2 separate regions of the Gossypium hirsutum genome follow, and region 2 is linked to region 1. The links are chromatin contacts, called in public Hi-C maps. All regions are on one chromosome and are shown on one strand. Each heading gives the region's core, a stretch centred on a gene start, on an enhancer-like site or on the middle of the called end of the contact. The rest is flanking DNA. Distances are from core to core; before and after follow the strand shown.

The links. Hi-C and Micro-C count contacts between places; a contact is called where the count stands out from the background.
Region 2: a contact with region 1 is called in a Hi-C map of leaf, with 2.6 times the contacts expected there. The contact joins the promoter of LOC107919920 here to the promoter of LOC107920162 in region 1. A contact is called at or near these places in 2 of 34 Hi-C or Micro-C datasets (both in leaf).

Annotation. Positions count from the first base shown.
Region 1 is chrA08:112,755,903-112,761,063 of Gossypium_hirsutum_v2.1, forward strand. LOC107920162 (type I inositol polyphosphate 5-phosphatase 2) reads right to left here and starts at 2,467. Exons shown (of 11, transcript XM_016849707.2): 1 at 1,338-2,467; 2 at 1,120-1,225; 3 at 940-1,032; 4 at 701-788; 5 at 507-611; 6 at 1-366. The coding sequence starts at 1,367.
Region 2 is chrA08:112,954,345-112,959,856 of Gossypium_hirsutum_v2.1, forward strand. It overlaps LOC107919920 (protein N-lysine methyltransferase METTL21A), which reads right to left and starts at 1,338. Exons shown (of 1, transcript XM_016849362.2): 1 at 421-1,338. The coding sequence starts at 1,338. The coding sequence ends at 577. It overlaps LOC107919919 (regulator of nonsense transcripts 1 homolog), which reads left to right. Exons shown (of 29, transcript XM_016849361.2): 29 at 1-206. It overlaps LOC107920334 (vacuolar protein sorting-associated protein 53 A), which reads right to left. Exons shown (of 25, transcript XM_016849994.2): 19 at 5,463-5,512; 20 at 5,287-5,380; 21 at 5,078-5,155; 22 at 4,701-4,763; 23 at 3,985-4,053; 24 at 3,802-3,897; 25 at 3,058-3,689. The coding sequence ends at 3,384.

The DNA of each region.
Region 1 (5,161 bases), core at 1,217-3,716:
GGATATTCAGGCCAGTCTAACCTAGAGTCAAAATCGATACCATATATTCTGTTCAGCTGTAAATTTTGTCCAATAGTAGCGTCTTTTTTCAAATCTTGCCCTTCAAAGTCATAGCCAATAGCAGTCTCCAAATGCTCATTAATCATCACTTCTGATGGCAGAGCATCAATTTTATCTGCTAATGCATCTGCAACTGAAGAAGTTCTTAAAACGGGAGAAGGGGGAGCACTATAGCATTTGTGCTTGGTTTCAGGTTCCCAATATTTGTTCAGTGTTCTTCTAATGATTGCCTCCCATTTTGGAATTGGCCTGCTATCCTCAGCTCCAAATACATTTCCAGCATTCAAAGGGACTACTTCTTGGAAGCTGTCCAAACCAGATCTTGTATTAGATTATTCAAGGAAAAAGTGGAACATCTAACATCAATACCTATAATCGAGTACCGACTACTAAGATTTGAGAAGAAATCTAGAGAAAAGAATCCAACAGGGAAAGAAAATACCTACCCAATAATGTAAACATCAGCTGGCTCTTTCGTACAAAGCCAATCATCAATCTCAAGATCGTCACATGGAAGTCTTCCAGCAACATTCCAAGTGCTTATTGTCACCCTATAGGCAACCAATACATGTTTCAATAAGAATTAAAACAGTAACACCTTAAAGCTTACACTTTAAGTTTAAGCATCTTGCAGTCAAACCTCACATCCTTGGTGTTTATGTACTGTGCACGCAGAGTTTCCGACTTTCCCCTCCTGTGTCCTAATCGATAACCCTTGGAAGGTGCATCTGAATGATGAAACATCAACACCATACACAAAAACCTTTAGAGCTGACAAATAGTTTAGATAATAACTGCAATTCATGACTAAGTAGAGCAGATATTTATGAACAATCCTAGTAAATCAGGCAAAGCACAGACGAAGAAATCAAATAGTGCCTGGAATTTGGTTTCTGCACTCAGAATGGTTCTCCAATGTCCTATGGTTGTCATCCTCACTACCATGCAATCTTGAATCTTTAAGAGAATAAGCTGGATGGATATTGCAGAAAAAATAAACATCATCAAACAACAGAAAGAACGAGGAAGGATAGGTTGGTAAACATAAGATGGTAATACCATCATCTTCACTCTCAGTTTCAGTGTCGACTTCATCTTCACTAAAATCATACACCTTGGGCTTTATATTCAACCATTTCTTCATCACAATGGATGGCCAAAAGGCCTGCAATCAAACACAATTGACCAAGTTAATCATTAAACCATCGCTTTCATCTAAATTGCAATTTTGGGTACAAGCAAAAAAAAAAAAAACTTAACAAGCATCAAAACAATACCTCAGAACGCTTTCCCCTCCTAGTTTTCATAGTCAGAATTCGAGGAATAGACAGCGTACAAAAAACTTATATAGTAAGTTTCCAAAAAAAAAGGAAAAACAGGTCCTTGACCTTGAATACGGAGAGACAAGAGCAGGAGTATGATTGTCACTGTTCTAGGAGATTAATATATAGAAATCTCAAAACCCATTACAGAGGCCTTAATTTGGCTTATTTGATGCCAAGCACAAGGAAAATTCATGCTAGGACCATTCAGAAAAGGACAGCAAAACTATGACCATTTTTAACAGACATCCATAACCTCAAATTGCAAAATAACTTTTAAAAAGAAAAGAAAAAAAGGTATTCTGAGTGATTCTCCTCCCACACCCCAATTGCCTGATCTAAAATGCCAAACTAAGCAAATCATAATATTATAAGTTGTAAGTTGTAATCCCCCAGAACAGGCCCGTAAAAATCAAAATGTCGCTTTCAATACAAGAAAACTATAGTGTCTTAAACCAAATTATAATGCAACATGCTTTGTATTCAAGCAATCAAATGTCAAGGAATCCATTGACATTAAAAGAGGAAAATTTTTAACTCGTATGAAAACCCAGCAGAATTGAACCAAACAAGCTAAACCTAAAAGATAATATACAATTATTGATGAAAAACTGCTGGCTCCTTACCTATAAACATACTAAGAACCCAGGTCATCAAGTAACCCTTAAAATAACAAGAAAAATAATTACAACCACAAATGTTGAGAGCAAACTTAGAAACTTGATGACATGTTATAAAAGCCAAACCAAAACACTGACTAAGACAATCAACTCATAAATGAGGAAGAAAATTTTGATTCTCTACACCATCAGCAACCAAGATTTGGTTAGACCCCACCATAAATATATATACATATATATAACTTGAACCATGAAGCATTCCACTAAACAAATTGGGAGGTTGACACTGGACACTTAAAATAAACTAGGTTAAGTCAAATCGGTAAATTAAACAAATATTTATTCAACAACAGCTGAGACCCAATTGGTTGGACGGTTTTTTAATGCAATTTGTATCTTTTATAAATAGATTTCATGCAAATTATACAATAATACGTTAAACTTTATCTATCAATATAAAAGTAAACCATATTATAATTATGCATGAAGAATAAGATTATATACATCATGAACTGTAATAAAAGGGACCACATAAGTATGATCATCGCACTATATGTGAAGGTAAATAGATTTGGGTTTCAACTGATACGTCCCATCTGTTTTTCTTTCAACTTTTTTTATTAAATAATTGAAGTTTTCATTTATTTTTTATTTTTTTTAAGGAGGAGGATGTTTTAATTATTGAATGGTGACTTTAACAGCCCTGCAAAGAAGAAGAAGAATAGGACTAAATAGCAAAGGCCAGTAGAGGAAAGGGAAGAGAGGCAAAATAGAGGCATGTGAAAATGTGTACGGATGCGTTTCTACGATTTAATAGTTGAGATTTAAAAAGTGGAGACCAAGACAAGAAGTATTGTGTTCTTTCTGTTTAGGTACAGACAAGATGATTGCGACTTGGACTTAAACTTGTCCCTAAATTCAACTTGATTTGTGGCCTTCCATCATTTTCTGCGTTGAAATAATGCTTCATTATTAGCATGTATGGTGGGATGAGATTTTTTTCTCAAGGTCTTTTTAGGAAAAGTAATTGCAATTTATTAATAAATTGGATAAATAAAATTTTACACCAAAATTTTCAAATCAATATTCGATTCAAAATTTGTGTGGACAAATTTCTAGCATGGTGGAACAATTTCTTCTTTTCATCTCCTCTCTAAAAGTCAAAGTTCAAAATTACGATGGCTTCAAAGAAGATCATCATCAACAAACTGTTAAACTATAATAAAAAAAACATAAAACTGCAATAAAACAAACAAGAAGCAACCTTTTCTGTGAAGGACATTTCTAGAATGTTAATAAAGAAACATAGTTTAACAAATAATTAAAGAGTATGATTGACTTGAAACCTATACGAATGTTAATATGAAAGACATTTCTTCTAGAATGAGCCTTTTATTTGTTGTGTATGACATGAGATGGTGGTATGACATCCCGATATTCTGGCTTGGCGAGAGAGCTAGGTATAGAGTGTTACATTTGGTGGTATCAAAGTTTTAGGTTTATTAACTCTCGAACCTAGGTGGTTGTTGTGTGTTTGGGGTTTCAAAACCCATGTGTTTAAATTTTTTTGGATACTTGAATTGTTTGAAATATCACTATTAGAGTTGCATGAGATTGTGGAAAATGCCATTGATTGAATTGTATGCGGAGTAGGATTGATAACACATTGCCGTTAGCCTTGAGGTTTGCTTGTAGGAATGAGACTTGGATCATCTCCTTGCCACTCACACCATTTATTTGTTCGTTCGTTTGTATGCTAGATTATTAGATATGCCTCCTAGACATGTTAATGTGAGTGCGGATGTATTCGCATGTTCTGAGTGCATTAGCTAGTAAGTTGGAAATTTTGATAGGAGTGCTTGTTGAGGGTTTCATTCAAGCCAGATTAGGCAACAAAAGCATGGTGGTAGATTAAGGTTCTACACCTTTGTAAATTTTGAGTGACTTAGCTAATAGGTAGAGAATTCCAATAGAGACTATTAAATTAGAATCAACGACCGTAATACTAGTCTCAACAATTAAAAGTAAATCCGAGCTATAATCAACGTAATACGAAAGGAATATCATAAACTTAAGAATAAATAGTCTCTGGAAGCATCCAAAATATCATAGCCAATATTAGTAAAAGTCTATCACGTTGCCTTATTCCCTAAACATAAACAAATAAAAATAACACCTACGAAATCACGGAAATGAACTTGCTTGGATCATCTCTCAGAACCACACTGCTCACATCAACACTTAACCACTCTACAAGGGTTTAAAAGGAGTGGGTGAGCTTAACAAGCTCAGTGAGTGCCTAGAACAACTACCATGATAACAATTCATAAATTATTAACAAAACAACCATAAAGCACAACCACAACAATTCCAACTCTAGTGTCATATTATACTCACTCATGCATTATTTACTAGTTCATTTAGATAGTAATCACATTCAATTTTAAGCATATATCAAATTACACATATAATCACATAACATTCAAGCATATATCACAATACTCATATAATTACATAACATTCAAACGTTTATCACCATACTCAAAAACATCTTTATAGACAAATTTCATAATGGTCACATGTCATATAAACACTTATCACAATACACAAATATTCATAATTTAAAATAATTTGGCACTTAAGTTATGAAACATAAAAGCGAGCTCTATCATCACACATAGAATACACGGATCTCCAAGACACCAAACATAGACTCATAGAGTCAAACATGTCCCAAAAGTGAAGCATAAAGCTAGTACTCTTTTTATTTCCCCTCACATGTCCCGTTGAATGGAGCTTAACTCACAGTCCCTTATCCCTCCAATATGTCCTAGGGCCTCAATGCCAAAAATCACTGTACATATAGGTAAGTACTCACAATCCTATTGCATGCTAACTATATCCAACGGTTTCAAGATCACAAGGCCAAAATATCTTAAATCAAACACATATCGATTATCCGTGCACACTCACTACATATTTGCATCTTTAGCGAAACACTGTCACTAACATTTAACATATACATAACATGTACACATTTACTGTAACACCCCTAACCCATATCCATCACCGGAATAGGGTTACAAAGTATTACCGGACTTTACAAAACAATTTAAGATAATTCATATTAATTATTACTCATTTATAAAACTAGTCATA
Region 2 (5,512 bases), core at 88-2,587, 200 kb after region 1:
GCATGCTGGGGAAAATCGCCTGATCCTTTCAGCTCTTCCTGACATGTAATTATACATTACTCTTAAACTATTGTTAGCAAATGATGGCGATATGTTAGAAAGTGTTTTTCTAGTGCTTGTCGACATTATCATATAAAATGTGAGAAATTGGGGTTTGTTTGACTTGGCATCATTGTTAATGATATAATAGTTGTCTCTTGTCTTGATGAGATTTAGCATTCAATGTTTCATCGAAGAATATAGCTTGTAGCGTGAGTTTTACTTCAATTACTTTAAATTGTTCACTTTTATTGTTTTTGTCTAATTTCAAGTTTTTAATTAAAATTTGTTATTTTGATGTGGTAAATATATTATTATATGTATAATGTTGTAAGTTTGTTAAATTTGAAAATTATATGAAATAAATGGGTTAATGTATAATTGAAAAACATGAATTAATTTTATTTTACGACTTTTATGTATGGTGCAGAATTAATAGGATCTAACCAAGTTAAAATTTTAGTAGTAGAAACCACAAGAACTATAGACACTACTAATAGCAGCAGAATCTGACCATGCATTTAAAAGAGGTGCTGGTCAAGGCTGGGAATTCTCTGCAAGTGTTGGCTTGATTTGAAAGATGGCAAAGAAGGTATTAGAATCTTGTACTGCTGCATGAACACTGAGTTGACTCGTTTCTTGCTCAACCACTTGGAAGCCTTGAGCCATCAACTGATCCAGGCATTCACCAGTCCATGGCCTCATTTCTGTGGCGGCCCAAACTTGCGTAGCTTCTCCACAGACTCTTTTGAGCGTCTTACCCAATCCAATCATATCTTCTGAATCAAAGAACACGTCGCTCATCAAAACTATGTCAAACGTGCTTGACTCCGTTATTCCACTGTCGTCCGATCCCCAAACCAGTTGTTTCACTTCCACTTTGTCTGTAAAGCCGTTAACTTCAACGTTCTTTAAGAGGCCTGGGAGGAGCTGTTGGACATCAGTGAGTACAACTCGGGTGGCACCAAGCAGAGCTGCGGTCAAGCCAGGGAGACCAGCACCAGCTCCGAGTTCAAGGACAGACTTGCCTTGAAAATTGAGGTGGGTGGACACCCAGCGGGACAAAACAAGGGCGGAGTCCCACACCCATGAGCCGGTGAGTGGGCGACCCGTGATGGAGTCAATGGCATCGTCCAATTCTTCAACCAAAACTTTGTGGGCTGCTGCTTCTGCTACTGGGATTTCTCTTATTATGCCCATGCGCCTCCTCTCTTTACATAAACAAGAGTTGGGAGTTGCGGGTTTCTCACAATATTGGCTTTCTTCCACTTTCTTCTTGGATGCTTGGATGGTAACCATTATGTATCTTCATTCTTGAATGCTTGGAAATCCTTGAAACAACCACTATAGAACAGTTATGATAAATTTTATAAAATGTGTTTTGAAAAATTATAAATTAGTAAAATACTATTGATTTTTGACTTTTTTTAAAAATTTTATAATTTAATTCTGATTTTCTTTCTTGGGGTGGGGCGGCCACGCTTGATTGTTCAAACAGTTTGTTCCTCGTGGTTTCATTGACCCTAGCATGGTATGGGGAATCTTTGTCATGAAAATCATAAAACAGCAAAATGATATGAAGCGTTGGATTAATGAAAATAAACCACTACCGTCAACACATATTGATGACCATATATTTTTCATGCAAAATATGAAGGGATGAAGCATACTTGATTCTCCACCAGCCAAAAACACACACCCACAATTACCTAATCCAATCATGTGCAGGTTCATGTCCCTAACCAGGGTCTTGCTTGCGGCAAGAAAAGTAAATCTCTTTTCCTGGGCCAACAATCCAACGATCTACTAATAAGGTTAGGTTGATGGCAGGTCGCAATTGGCCAAGCTGACAATGCCCCTTCAAGTTTGGAAGAGGCAGCGCCATATTTAGAGCCTGGTTCCGATGCCCACCATTTGGCAGTAGGACCTTGGTTCCTTGTTTGCAAATAGGCGTCTAGGAAATTCAACCAAAAATCCTATTATAGTAGTATGGGACAATTCCCTTTATAAAATCAAACTTTATAAGCTACTACTTTTAATATTTAGAAAAGTAGAAAGTCATCTTATTATATCGGATTTAATGTACACCTGAAACACGTTATACTTTATATTTTAAAAATATAAATCCAATTCTCACATTTCATTCTACGAAATCAATTAATTTGAAAACCTTGATTTTACCTCTTATATTTGATATTCAGTCCATGTAATTTAACTTCACATAATTTGATTTCTACTTTATAATATCATTAATAAATCAAAATAGTTAACACCATTGGCTACTATAGTTAAAATATTGATTTGAAAACATTATAAACGCCGAGAATCAAATTATAATTAATTAAAATACAACTAAAAAAGCTAAAATAAAAATTTGATATCTATATTCCTTTAGCCTCTACTTGTTCCTCCTTTTTTTTCTACATAATTATCAAATTTTACCTTATTTATCTAAATAATTATTTAATTGACATTGCTCTTTTCTTTCTTTTTGAATAGAAGGGGAAGATTTCGTACTTGACTCAGTACTTTGAGGACTTATTCTATTTATTTTTTTTGTTTTAATTAATATAAAAAAAATCTCAATTAAATTATCAGTTGAACTTTACCACAATTGACATCATTGCTATTACAAGAATTAAGGTGTACATCATTGCTAGAATTAAGAACACCTGAATTCAAATGTGCTTAAACACATTTTTCTGAGAGGGATTACAAGTAAAAAGTAAGTTTTGAATACAAAATAAAAAAGAAAAAAAGTCTCAATTTAAATTCAAAATTGGGTATGTTTTAAATAAAACATCAAAATCAAATTTATTTTTACTAATTACTAAATATAAAAGAAGAATTGAATTTGAACAATTTGAGCCTTATTTTGATTTAAAATAATAATTTAAAAATAAAATTCAACCGAACTCAAAGTAGAAATTCAAATCTTTATTTTTGAGTCTTTAATTTAAAATAGAACTTGAGCTTTTGACAACTTTAATGTTAACACACCTACTCAACAGTCAACACTAGAATCAACAACTATTCCGTGTCTCATAGATAGCGTACGGCGTTTTAGCATCGGCCGCGTCATAGAGAATATTGTTAACCCTTTCAAATCGCTGTCCAATGTTGAAAATCTTGGGAGTTAGGAATTCTTTTTACTGTTACTAAAGCTCATAACTAAAAAAAGAATAAATGCTGCTCCTGCTCCACCTTTGACATCATAATACATTTTGTTTTCTAATGCAAAATTGTATGAAAGAAAAAAAGAGGGGGGGAGGGGGAAGAAAAAAGGTTATAAAAGAAACATACCAAAAAGAGAAGAGAATATAACACAGGAATATTTGCAATACTCATGCATTGAAGAGCTTTCTGAAAGGTCCATCTTTACGGTCCTTGGCAGCTTCGGTTAAAGCAAGGAACCTCTTGAACCCTGTTGTCGCAGCACCACGTCCAAGAGCAGCCGCTCTTGTTAGCACATCTTCCCGAGAAGCAATAAATCCAGCTGAAGCGGGATTTGAAATGGCTGGAACTGTACTGGCAGGTGGGGCTGGTGCCATCGATTGCCCAACTGGTGCTGCACTAGAAGGTCGTGAGATTGCTGGCGAACCTTTGTTGAAGTCATCTAAGATACTTTGTTGGTCCGATTTCTTGAGGCCCTGCTCATGAAATTTTTAAGTTTTTACTCTAGAAAAGTTATTGAATCATTTTAATGATATACTGAACTTCAAGCTGACATTCAGCTAAAACTGAAATCAAAGTCAACTTCACCTTAAGCTCTAGAATTCGCTGAAACTCCATTGGTGTTCCCTCTGGTAGCAATGCCCGATATGTATCCGCAACCGAATCAACAGGAGATAGTATAACCTGGGTAATGATAAGGAGCAAAGGTGTATTATGATAGATGGCCATAACCTGATAGAATAAGAGCTGACCAGACTTTTTGTCACAAACCTTCAAAAGTGCTTCAGCTTTGCTCATCTCTCTACTTACAAATTTTGAATAGCCAGCAGCACCAGATGTCTGCCAATAGAAGTTAAAAATTTATCAGTTCTTTCCTTTTTGCACCCTCAATTTCTCCTTGTCTTGCAAAAAAGGAGAAAGGATGATCATGAAAATGCAAATGGAAACAAATGCTTACGTATATACCAGAGGTAACTTCATTATTGAAATTGCAAAACAAATACAGTACCGAAATGAAGGGGTGTAAACCAATTGAACGATAAGTTTTCAAGCATAAACCACATCTTTACAATTTGTGTACCAGAGACCAGAGGGCCCGCTTCAATGGGTCCATAATACAGTAGTGTCCTTTTAAATAATAAAATATACAATGTCACGCATCTTTCCAACATCAACTTTTTTTCCGCAGTGAGAGTGGATTAATTATTGAAATTTCAAAATAGCAAATGAATTCAATAAGAGCTGTGAGAAGCGTGATTTCATGAATATGCACACTCCACAACTAAAAGGTGATGCAGCCTTGCCGAAAACAGAGATGCAAAACCATGAGTTATGTCAGTAAGAGCTAACTGCAGCATCAAATGTGACACTCAACTGCTAAATAAGGGAAATAAAAAGACCTTAAACCTGGATAACTAGAATATTCACATGCAACAACCAGTAGACGAACAGGAAATCATGAGTATTCATTTGAATGCATAACTCACCTGTCGACCAAGTGAAGGAATTTCCAAAAGAATTGTCTTTACAGCTTGAGTATCCAACAGCATCTGCAATACAATATACCATTAGTTTTATACATTAATATACTTCAATGTTCCGGTATCAATTATTCCAAATTCCATTTTTGTTATCAGAAGCCATTCAATCACATTCAAATGTTGATACACGGTCGTTATAAGTACAACAAGTTAGCGCACACCACAAAGACATAAACAACTAAGTATCAACATCTCAATTGACCTTGCCTTGTATGCTAATATTCACAAAATAGATATAGTAATAGAGGTAATGGCAATATTAGTATTACATAACCACAAGAATAGCAAGAAGGAAACTAAGAGAAACAATATGTGAAAAGTACTTGCTGGGCTCCAGTTTCTGATATCTGCTTGCATTTGAAAATATTCATGTAGAACCGGGGGCCAGCCGATGATGCAAGCTGCAAGAATTAGCAATAAGCAAGTTGCACAAAATATATATCTACAAAAGGAAAGAGAGAAGAAAAGGAAAATAGTAAGAGAAAACCATGTTAAGAGACATAGTGCAAGACCCCTCTTTTCTGGTATTTACCTTGTCCAAGAAGAACTGGAAGTAAATAGGTGAAAGAAGGCTCCCAAGTACAGGAATGCTACTGCTAAGGATCATATTTATGCCATTGACATATCTGCCACAAAGACAATGAGATTGCTTTTAAAAGTTGAACCTAGCCTGGGTGAAATTAAAATCTAAAAAGGAATGCATCTTACCCTGATTGGTCCCCAACGCTTTCAAGGGTACCCCATGGAACACGGGTCAT